Regions from separate parts of the Oryzias latipes genome. Here region 1 is linked to region 2. A link is a contact called in public Hi-C data. All regions are on one chromosome and are shown on one strand. The core of a region is the stretch at or near the end of the contact, and the rest is flanking DNA. Distances in the headings are between cores, read along the strand shown. Region 1 has its middle 40 kb from the start of LOC111948965. Region 2 holds the start of sox4 (SRY-box 4).

Region 1 (4,969 bases), core at 1,007-3,506, 220 kb after region 2:
AAAAACGATCTCATGGAAATTAGAAAACAACTGTTCTCTTTTATGTGAGGAAGAAAAAGAACCTCCTCCAGGTTGGGTGATTTGGAAATTTGCAGATGTAATCCACATATTTGCTCTGAAACCTCTGCACTCCTCCAAACTGCAAATGTATAGGAGGCTGTGCAAAGAAGGGTCGGACATGCATTCAAAGTGACGTCATGGCAACCTGTCTTGGAGGGGAGCCCTGAGCACAAGTCACATTAGCAGATTGCAGTCAAGACCTCACAGTGGGTCAGGTTCACAGTCTGTCTGTGGGCTGTCTGGTGTAGAATAGCTCCACCTGTTGACGTTTGGCTGCACAGCTTGTGAAGGTTTTTCTTCAAGACTCCCACAGTGGTGTGAGGATTCACCGACTTTGTATTGCAATGTGTTCTCAAGCCACTCACTTACTTTTGCAGTTAGTTGATCCATATGTTAGCCCTGGAAAATAAGCAGAAGTCTCTACTGAGACTTTTTTTTTTTTTTAACTTGTCCTGTCCAACAGCTAGGCAGACAGATGAGAGCTGAGGGCCTCTTGTGTTGGACATATTTTACTTTAACAATAGGGGTTATTAATCTTCAGACAAACCAAAGGTATGTCTGAATAAACCCCTTTTGTAATTGAGGCCAAACTTTATTAATTTCAATCATGTTTGAAAATCTTTGGTGTTGGACCGGACGGAAAAGGAAAGAGGGGAAGAAGAGAGAGGGACGTTAGAGAGAGGGGGGGTAGGAGGGTGAGAATAGGAGGGGAAGGGGGGTAAGACCATGAAGCAGCATAAAGCAACAAGTTTACTGGTTGTTAATCATTATGGTAAGGTTCAAATGTAGTACAAAAAGGGCGGGGCCTATCCACACACACACTCAAATGTTATAAACACATCTGCTAGCTGCAAAAATGTCCACCTGTTGACATGTACACAAAACAGATAGTGTTCACACACGCATACTTATGCCTTAAAACCAACTAGTGTGAAATATTTCAGTCATTCAATCATGCAAACTGTTAGTGCAAAGGTGAGCTAACACCTGTGCTCAGGTGAGTGTTTATGTTCTTCTAAAATGGATGGTGGAACGTGACAAGAAGGAGGGAGAGTGCCCACCCATCCCCACCCCAAGACCCCACCGCAGCAGCAGCGGCAGCCGAAATCCCCCCAACGCCACACGGGAACCGGCAGGGAAAAACCGCCGCCCGGGCGACCAAGCCCGCCACCCAGGCCAGGGCCAGCAGGACCGCCGCGAGGCCCCCAAAGCCAGAGAGCAGGGAGGCACGGAGGGAAAGAGAGCGCCGCCCCAGCCCAACCAGGAGAGCAGCCCCCCCGCCGCGCCGGGAGCGCCCAGCGCAGGGCCCCACCGGAGAAGGACGCCCACAGCCCCAGACGAAACCAGTGTGCATCGTTGCTCACTATGCAGAATAAAGACCAAAATGCATTGCGTCTGAACAACATTTTTGGCAAAAATATGTGTTTAAATGTATCTTTTAAATAAATAATAAATGTTTTTATCTTTAGAAGTCAGTGGATTCATAATTGTTTGTTGCAAAACGCCCATATCTTAGACTTTCACTTTGTGAAATCGATGACGTCAAGTGTGCTGTTTAAAAAAAAAAAAAGTAGTGTGCATGGTGTCTGAATTGCTTTTAAAATCCAGGGAACTACATAGTCCAGCGCTATGTAGTTTTTTAGTAGTTAGGGATTAGGGTGGGAATTCGGACATAGCCTAACTCCGACACAGCTACATGTTAGCGGCGTTAGCGTATTCACAATACCTGTGACTCCTGACCTTGTTTGCAACACAAAAAGAAATACAATAAATAAATAAATAAACTGATACTGCTATAACAAAATAACTAGTTTATGTAACTAGTTAACTATCTTAAAATTAGTTTGACGTCAGTAATTTAAACCAGAATTATTCCATATATATAAGGTCCTCCAGATTATAAGGCACACTGGTGTATTTTGAACCAAAATTAAGGCTTTTCATCGCCCCCAGAAAGCATGGTAATTGGAACAGAGAAGACATAAAGATCCAAAGCTCATCATTAAACACGTGAACAGTTATTTTTCCAAAATAAAATGTCAGCAACATCACGATAAAACAGAACAAACTAGCATTTGACGAAGACGAAGAAAAAAAAACTCCTGTTAGAGTATCCCTGACACAGAAGTGAGCTCTGAGAACAGCAAAGGCACGAAGGCTGAAAGGATTACCATTCAAGACTGTCTGAGCCACAGCAACAAAGGCATGACCAGAAGGAGCACCACAGCTGGGGGGAGCTTGAAAAGAGAGTCAGCTCTTTCTCACTTCAAACACCACCCCCCCCTTTTTTTTTCCAACTTGTGTCTTCTAAAGTAATTAAGGCGCTCTTGTTTCTTTTCTTGATTGAAACACAGGGGAAGTCCCTGACAAACCTGCACTTCTGTATTCCAAAAACTTCTAACAGATTCACAACCGTTGAACAGCGGAGGATCACAACTTCATGTCAAAAGGCTTAAACGCTCCAGCAGAACTGTTTATGATGCAGCTCCAAGTCTGCAGGTCCCAGCAAGACACATCAGGATCAGAAAGTATCGCTGCCCCTCCATAACTCCTTCATCTGCTCAGATCTCTCTGAACGTCTAGGTCAAACACTCCCTCTTTTTTTGGTCATTTTTATCTGTATGAGCCTTTTTTTTATATATTTATAACTAATTTAACTTTGCAGCTCCTTATTCCAACAAAACCCAAAGAATATTTGTAGTCCTGACCCAAGCCAGGACAGGGTTTATTGCAAAGTAATTGTTGATTTATTAGGCAAATACCAGATGTCAGAGCAGGAAAAGAATTTTTAATAACAGAGTATTTTATAGACTATTTTACATGTCAAGTGCACGTTCACCTAGAATGTGGGGATAAACTGTTATAAAAGCCTTTACAGAAAAACCAAGCCAAAAGCTGAATGCTGATATTGATAACCTGACGTTAAGTCGCCCATATGCTGCGATTAAAGGTCCGCTGGGACAGAAAAGAATGTCCATTTGGATTTCTGCACACAGTGGATGCTTTGTGCTATTTGAGTCTCTCCAGGCTGGGAGTGCAAAAAAAAAAAAAAAAAAGTTTTTATATGGGTGTAACAACCCCTATTGCACATTTTGAAACCATAAAATAAGTTTATGCACACACATGCACTCCTGCATAAGGTGAATTGTGACCTCTGTGGGGATTAAAAGACAGCGGGGTCAAAGCTGTCAACCTGTCCTCAGTCTCTAATACTCATACATATCAGTGAATTGAAGCACATGCACAGAAAGTGCATCACTGTCAGCGTGTCCTTCTCCTTTGTAACCTTTTTCACAGAGAAGCTGATATGTCCAAACAATGAAGTTTGTTTGATTTTTTCTCTGACCAAGAACACTTGAATAAACCTAACACGTGCCGTCCATCCAAGTCTCAGGCCCATGCTGTGATAAAAGCAAAAAAAAAAAAAAGTCATTTCTTGCCTCGGTTTTTTGTACTTGCATTCGGGTGCAAGGTCTCCCACAACCAACACCAGTTTAAACAAACTGGCTGTTCTGCCCTCTCCTGTTTTTTTGTGTTGTGGTTGAGTGTGTGCCGCATGTGCAGCTGCACTTCCTTCTGTCCTCAGACATGGTGACGGTGCCATCTAGAGGAGCATTTGCAAGATCCTGATGAATCATTCTGCAGGGATCGCAGCATGTTTTCCAACACAGTGATGCTGGTATTTAAACCTCGCTCATACAGGACAGAGACAGACTCACGCCAAATGAAAACTGCTTCTGTCCTCTAGAAAAAGAACTAAATTGACAGTCAGTGACGCTTCATGTTCAATAACTTTGATGTTTTAACCCTGCTTTTATGTTCATTCTGAGAAGCAGCATTGATCTTTGTTTCTATGTGAAATATAGAGTAACTGAACCAGTTATGTTGTAGCTGTTGAGTGCACTAAATAAGCCGAGCAGGAAAAGTTTTAAAGACAACCTTCTCAATCTTTTGTTTTTTCAGATTTTTAAAATTCAAAACGGGTCAAATTGACCTATAACATAACAGGAGGATTAAAGTGGGCACTTTTCCCCCCAAAAAGGGTCTATTTGACCCAAGCTATAACATGAAGGTTTAATCTTCTTTAATGTTCTTCTTAAGAATTTTCAAAGTGTTTCTTTGGACACTAACCTCTGTGACAAGATTTCAGTCCACTTTTAGGAACTTTAGGAATTTTCAGGAGTCAATGTTTATGCTTTAAATAACTTAACATCAAACTATTTATTTTATCCTGTACATGTGAGGGTTTGAACCATCTCTTAACCCTTGTGCTATCTTATGGGGTTCAGCAGACCCGATCCTTCCATTGACGTGTTCTCCCTACCATGACAAAGGTGGATAAAGGTGGAAAGATTTTATGTAATCCATGGACACCAGTGAAGATCACAAATCATTGAAGAAAAAAGGTTCAGCGCACTGTCTGGTGGGGTCTAGATGACCCAACTCCCAATGTTAAAGTGACTAGGATAGCATAAGGGTTACGAACCTGACATATGCTATCTGTTTAGAAAATTCCTTAGTCGAGAGCGGAGTAAGTAGTGAAAATTGTTACTTAAAGTACCTCTAAAGCAAGGCTACTGTAATCCTCTCAAGTAAATAATGCATATATACAGTAGTTTAGGTTCTTGTGCATCCCTGGAGACAACCACTTTGGATCTCAAATAAACTTTTGGAGAAATTCAGCTTTAGCAAAAATAAAGTTGTTTTTTTTTGCGGCATAACTTGCCCACAGTATGGGATAAGTTATGGCATTAGAGAATATACACTGGGGTACATTGGGCCATTGATATGTGAAATCTCACTAATGATAATGCTGTATATAAGCAGAAAAAAAAATCAATAGAAAATGTATTTCATTATTTGCTTTATTGTTTATTTGGAGTTTCCAAAACATCACAGACAGCAAGAA
Region 2 (4,708 bases), core at 13-2,512:
CATTTGGAGACGTTTAATTGTTAATCTAATGTTTATTTCTGTGCGCAACTATCAGTGAGGGATCCACGGGGGTTGAATGCCAGCGTTTTTTAGTGTGGATGAGGATGTGGCGCGCGCGCCAAGCGCCTGTCACCCGCCTTCCCTCCGCGTGCGCTCCTCTTGCCGTTTGTCTGGTGCGCTGTGGCGCGTTGCTTCGCGGTGGATGATGTGACAAAAGACCGCCCAGCCCCGCCTCAGAGGAGGAGGTGGAGAAGGAGGAGGAGGAGGAGGGGGGGTGTAAATAAATTGGCGTAAAGTCCTCGCGCGCACCATCCCCACGCTCAAATTTGTCCAAAAGACGTTCCTTGTAAGTGTTGCGTTGTGTCGCTCCTTCACTGTAAGCAGACATGGAAAAAAAAAATCATATGTAAAAAAAATTTTTTTTTAATGTTTGGAACACATATTATAATACATAAACTTGATTTGCGCATTTTATTCTGAAATGCATTGATAATGTGAGCACGCGCCATTCACAACATCCTCACTATGTTGAGGGGAAAACACTGCTTTATTCTACTTCCGGTTAAGTATTTAAGTAGCCACATGGCAAAGAAAAAGTATAATTGACTTCCTATATACTGAACCTATATGTTAATGGAAGACACATGGACTGTTTTAGTAAAAAAAAATTGAGGGGGGGTTCACAACATTATCCCGTGTCTCTTTAAAAAAAAATCAGTTTCTTATATTTTGGAATGAGGTCAGACACGAGGCTCCTCATTGCACACGCTGATTATTATTGCGTTTCATTTTCCACCAATGCGCGACGAGGAGGGGCGCGGTTTGGCGCAAAGGCAGGGTAGTGACAGCGTCTGATTGGTGGATTTTTATCGCTGTTGTATGAGGAGGAGATAAATGCGAGAGAGGAGGGCCGCCGCTGAAAAGACTGCTTGAAACGCGACAGTTTGGCTTTGCAGAAGGGAGGCGGGTAGTAGAAGTGGCTTCTATTTTTTTCTAACCTCCTTCCCCCCATTCGGAGCAGATGCAGAGAAAAAGTACACAGTCTTGTGCATGAAACCGGCACGCTTCACTGCTCTACATCCGTGTAGAGTCCGCTCCCGGTCTGAAATGAGCTTTTAAACTCCACAACTGGAAGTTAAACTTTTTTTTAATGCCTGCTGCCTTTTTAGGCAACTTTGGACCTAAGTGCTGCCAAGTTTCTGGTGCAACTCAGGAGTAAGTTACTGTTTACAGCTCTGACTCGGTGTGCGCTGCCGGGCAGCATGGTGCAGAAAATGAGCCACACGGAGAGCACCTCCGAGGCGCTCTCCTTCTTCACCGGGGACTCGGGCTCCGACTCCGGGGCGTGCATGGACCTGGACCCGGCCGCCTCGCCGCTCTCCCCGGGCTCCTCCACCGCCGGCGACAAGCTGGGAGACAACCCGGCGTGGTGCAAAACCCCCAGCGGCCACATCAAGAGACCCATGAACGCCTTCATGGTGTGGTCGCAGATCGAGAGGAGGAAGATCATGGAGCAGTCCCCGGATATGCACAACGCCGAGATCTCCAAGCGGCTGGGGAAGCGGTGGAAGCTGCTGCGAGACAGCGACAAGATCCCCTTCATCAGAGAGGCGGAGCGGCTCCGCCTGAAGCACATGGCGGACTATCCCGACTACAAGTACCGGCCCAGGAAGAAAGTCAAATCCGGCGCCTCAAAGCCCGGCAGCAGCGGCGACAGGGGGGACAAAGTTACCAGTAGCAACACCAGCACTAAGACCTCCTCATCCTCGAGGAAGAGCGGTTCCAAATCACCCAGCAGCAGCAGCAGCAGCAGCAAGCCCCACAAATCACTGTTCGGGAGCAGCACCAAAGCATCCCCGTTCTCCTCGGAGCAGCCGGCGGACCACAGCCCGCTCTTCAAGTCCAAGTCCTCCGCCGCCAAGCAGATCCCGGACGGGAAGAAGAAGCGGGTCTACGTGTTCGGCAGCGGCGCGGCCAGCCTGAGCATCAGCCCGGGCTCGGCCGTCACGGTGCCGGCCAGCCCGACGCTCAGCACCTCCGCCGACTCCAGCGACTCCACCAGCCTCTACGAGGACGCGGCGAGCCGGGAGGAGAGCGCCGCCTCCCCGGGTAGCAGCAGCAGCAGCAGCGGGGGGCACACGTACACCAGCCGGCGGGCCTCCTCACCCACCCCCTCCGGCTCGCACTCCTCCATCTCTTCGCACTCTTCCTCTTCCTCCTCGTCGTCTGAGGATGAGGAGTTCGAGGACGACCTACAGGACGTCAACCCGAGCCCGAGTTACGACAGCATGTCGCTGGGGAGCTTCGGCTCCTCCGTGCTGGACAGAGACTGGGACTTGAACTGCGAGTCCATCTCTGGGGGGTCCCACTTCGAGTTCCCCGACTACTGCACGCCCGAAGTCAGTGAGATGATTTCCGGGGATTGGCTGGAGTCCACCATCTCCAACCTGGTGTTCACGTACTGACTCCACGCACGCGGGCAGCTTCACTGCCGTAAACCGTGACGAAAGTCCGCGCGCCTCTTCGCGCTCACAAGCCAGAGCTGCAAAATCCCTGGAAAGCGACGACTTTGCTCCCCTCCTCCTCCTGCTTGGACTTTTCTTGGGATGCGTGGACTGAGTCAAAAATCATGGAGAGGAAGATGCTGAGCTTCCCCGCATTCAGTCCTGGACTGTTTTGAACTTAAACTGTGATTGATTTGCACGCTGCGGTCCGCCGTTCACTTAATCAATGTTGTTGCTGATCGAAAAAGGGACATTTCACAACTTTTTTTCTTTTCTTTTTTGCCCTCCACCAACCGCCAAGTTGAAGGTACAGAACAGGACTGCCGTGCGACATTTTTTTTTAAATCATTGTGTCAAAGAGGCATTGAAAATAAATGAAACTGAGGTGGGTTTTCTTTTACTATTTTAATCAAAATGCAAAAGAAAAGGAAAAAAAACAAGCATGATAGCCTACTATGTTCCTATCTTGTGCTGAGATTTTCTGTGAGACTGTTGGAACAGTTTGGAAAACTAGTATTAGGATTATTTATATGGATAGGTGGCGCTCGCTTTTTTTGGTTCTTTTATTTTGAAAAAAAAAGCACGTTGAAAATGATCACCAGCTGTCGTAAAATTTTTCAGGATTCAACTTCGACTCTGTGCTAAACTTTATACACGTTTTCTCTACGATTCAGGACCAAAACGTTTTGTTTTTCTTCTCTCCAGATAATAGTTCTAGAGAAACACCGACTTCTTTGTTTTGTACATGGATCAAGATGCCATTTTATACGGGATGTTGTATTTATATACTGTTGGAAACATCTTTTTAACTTCATGTTGGCCTGCACATGATTCGAGTCCTGTGTTGTCTTTTTCTTACACAGTTTGTTTGTCACTCTTTTTTTTCTTTCTCTCAGGCGAAGGGCTAGAGTTAAAAAAAAACAACACAACTTTTTATTTCCCCTTTTTATATTTAAATGTACACACTTTTTTGGACGCTTCAAAGAGAGGAAACATTTTGATTATTTTCTCAGTGTATTTTTGTACAAATATATATGGAAAAAAAAAAGAGGAAGTCAACAATCGGTGTGTGTAGCCTACAAATACAGCTGTATTGGATTTCCTAGTTTTTAATACCCCGGCGGGCTGGTTTTCATGCTGCCTTCAAGTGCGTTGGTAAATTCGTTTAGTTGCTATCTTGGCGGGACAGACATTGTGCCTACTCTTTGGGAGAAAACGTGTTGACTGAACAGAGGAGCTAGTAAAACATACAACTTATAAAATTGACTAAAAAGAAATCACACACCTCATGAGAATCTTCCCCCCAATAGCATTTTTTCCAACAGCACTTGAAAGCAGCACCAGTCCTTGAACCAGCCTCCTTTTTGAGCCCCTTCGGCGTTTACAGTGCCAGACTGCAGGTTGCTTAAAGACACAGGAACACGTTTTTGTTTTTTGTTTTGTTTTTTTCTTTTCCCACCAGCTGTTCTTGTGACCCCATGTGGGGTTAACAGCGTCACTATCTCAACCAGCAGCGACTTTGCATTTCACTTTTTACATTTTTCTTCTTTTTTTTTGCCTGTGACAAAAAAATAAAACAAAAAGAGGAGATTGTAGCTTTAAAAATTTGACTTGGATGTTTTCACCGAGTGATGTCACATTTTGCCAGTCAACCACTGGATCGAAGAGACTGTCAATATTTTCAAACAAACAAGAGCGACAACATCAAGCATATTCAAATTTCTGACTTGAGTTCCGCAACATCTACATGTACTGCGTTTCTCATTGTATTTGAATATATAACCTTTTTTTTACTTGTCGGCTAAACTATTAGCTAATAAATGTTTTAGTATCTTTATGGCATGGTGACTAGCATTTGTATTTCAGATTGAGGTTATTAGCTGTTGTGTTTTTTCAGAAAAAAAAAAACTGGGGGAGGGGGGATGAGGAAAAAACATTTAAACGTGAACTTGATCTTTGTATATTTGACTGTACCATAAAGCAAAAAGATTGTGTGTTTATGTATGTCGTTGCTATCAAAGACAGGCACTGTCTAGAACTGCTATCTTTTCCACATCCTTATTTACATTGAAGGTGGTCAGTTCAGACTGTTTTTTTTATATAAATATATATATAAAAGCATTTTTAAATATATTAACTTTATTTTTCATCCATCTTGTGCAATATGCGGTGTAGAATTATCATTTATTGTCTCTAAATCATGC

What was found. A called contact is a pair of places that touch in the nucleus more often than the background predicts.
Region 1: a Hi-C map of embryo shows a contact between it and region 2, with 1.7 times the contacts expected there. The contact joins the enhancer-like site here to the promoter of sox4 in region 2. A contact is called at or near these places in 2 of 5 Hi-C or Micro-C datasets (embryo and fibroblasts).

What each region holds. Positions count from the first base shown.
Region 1 is chr16:11,668,000-11,672,968 of ASM223467v1, forward strand. No RefSeq gene overlaps it. Among protein-coding and RNA genes, the nearest start is that of LOC111948965, 40 kb to the left of the region's middle. Within about 2 kb of position 2,257, at least 2 of the 8 cell types and tissues checked have an H3K27ac peak or open chromatin away from gene starts, as enhancers often do. A contact at or near this core is called in embryo, where this site is marked.
Region 2 is chr16:11,446,659-11,451,366 of ASM223467v1, forward strand. It overlaps sox4 (SRY-box 4), which reads left to right and starts at 1,263. Exons shown (of 2, transcript NM_001164881.1): 1 at 1,263-2,055; 2 at 2,257-2,465. The coding sequence starts at 1,263. The coding sequence ends at 2,465.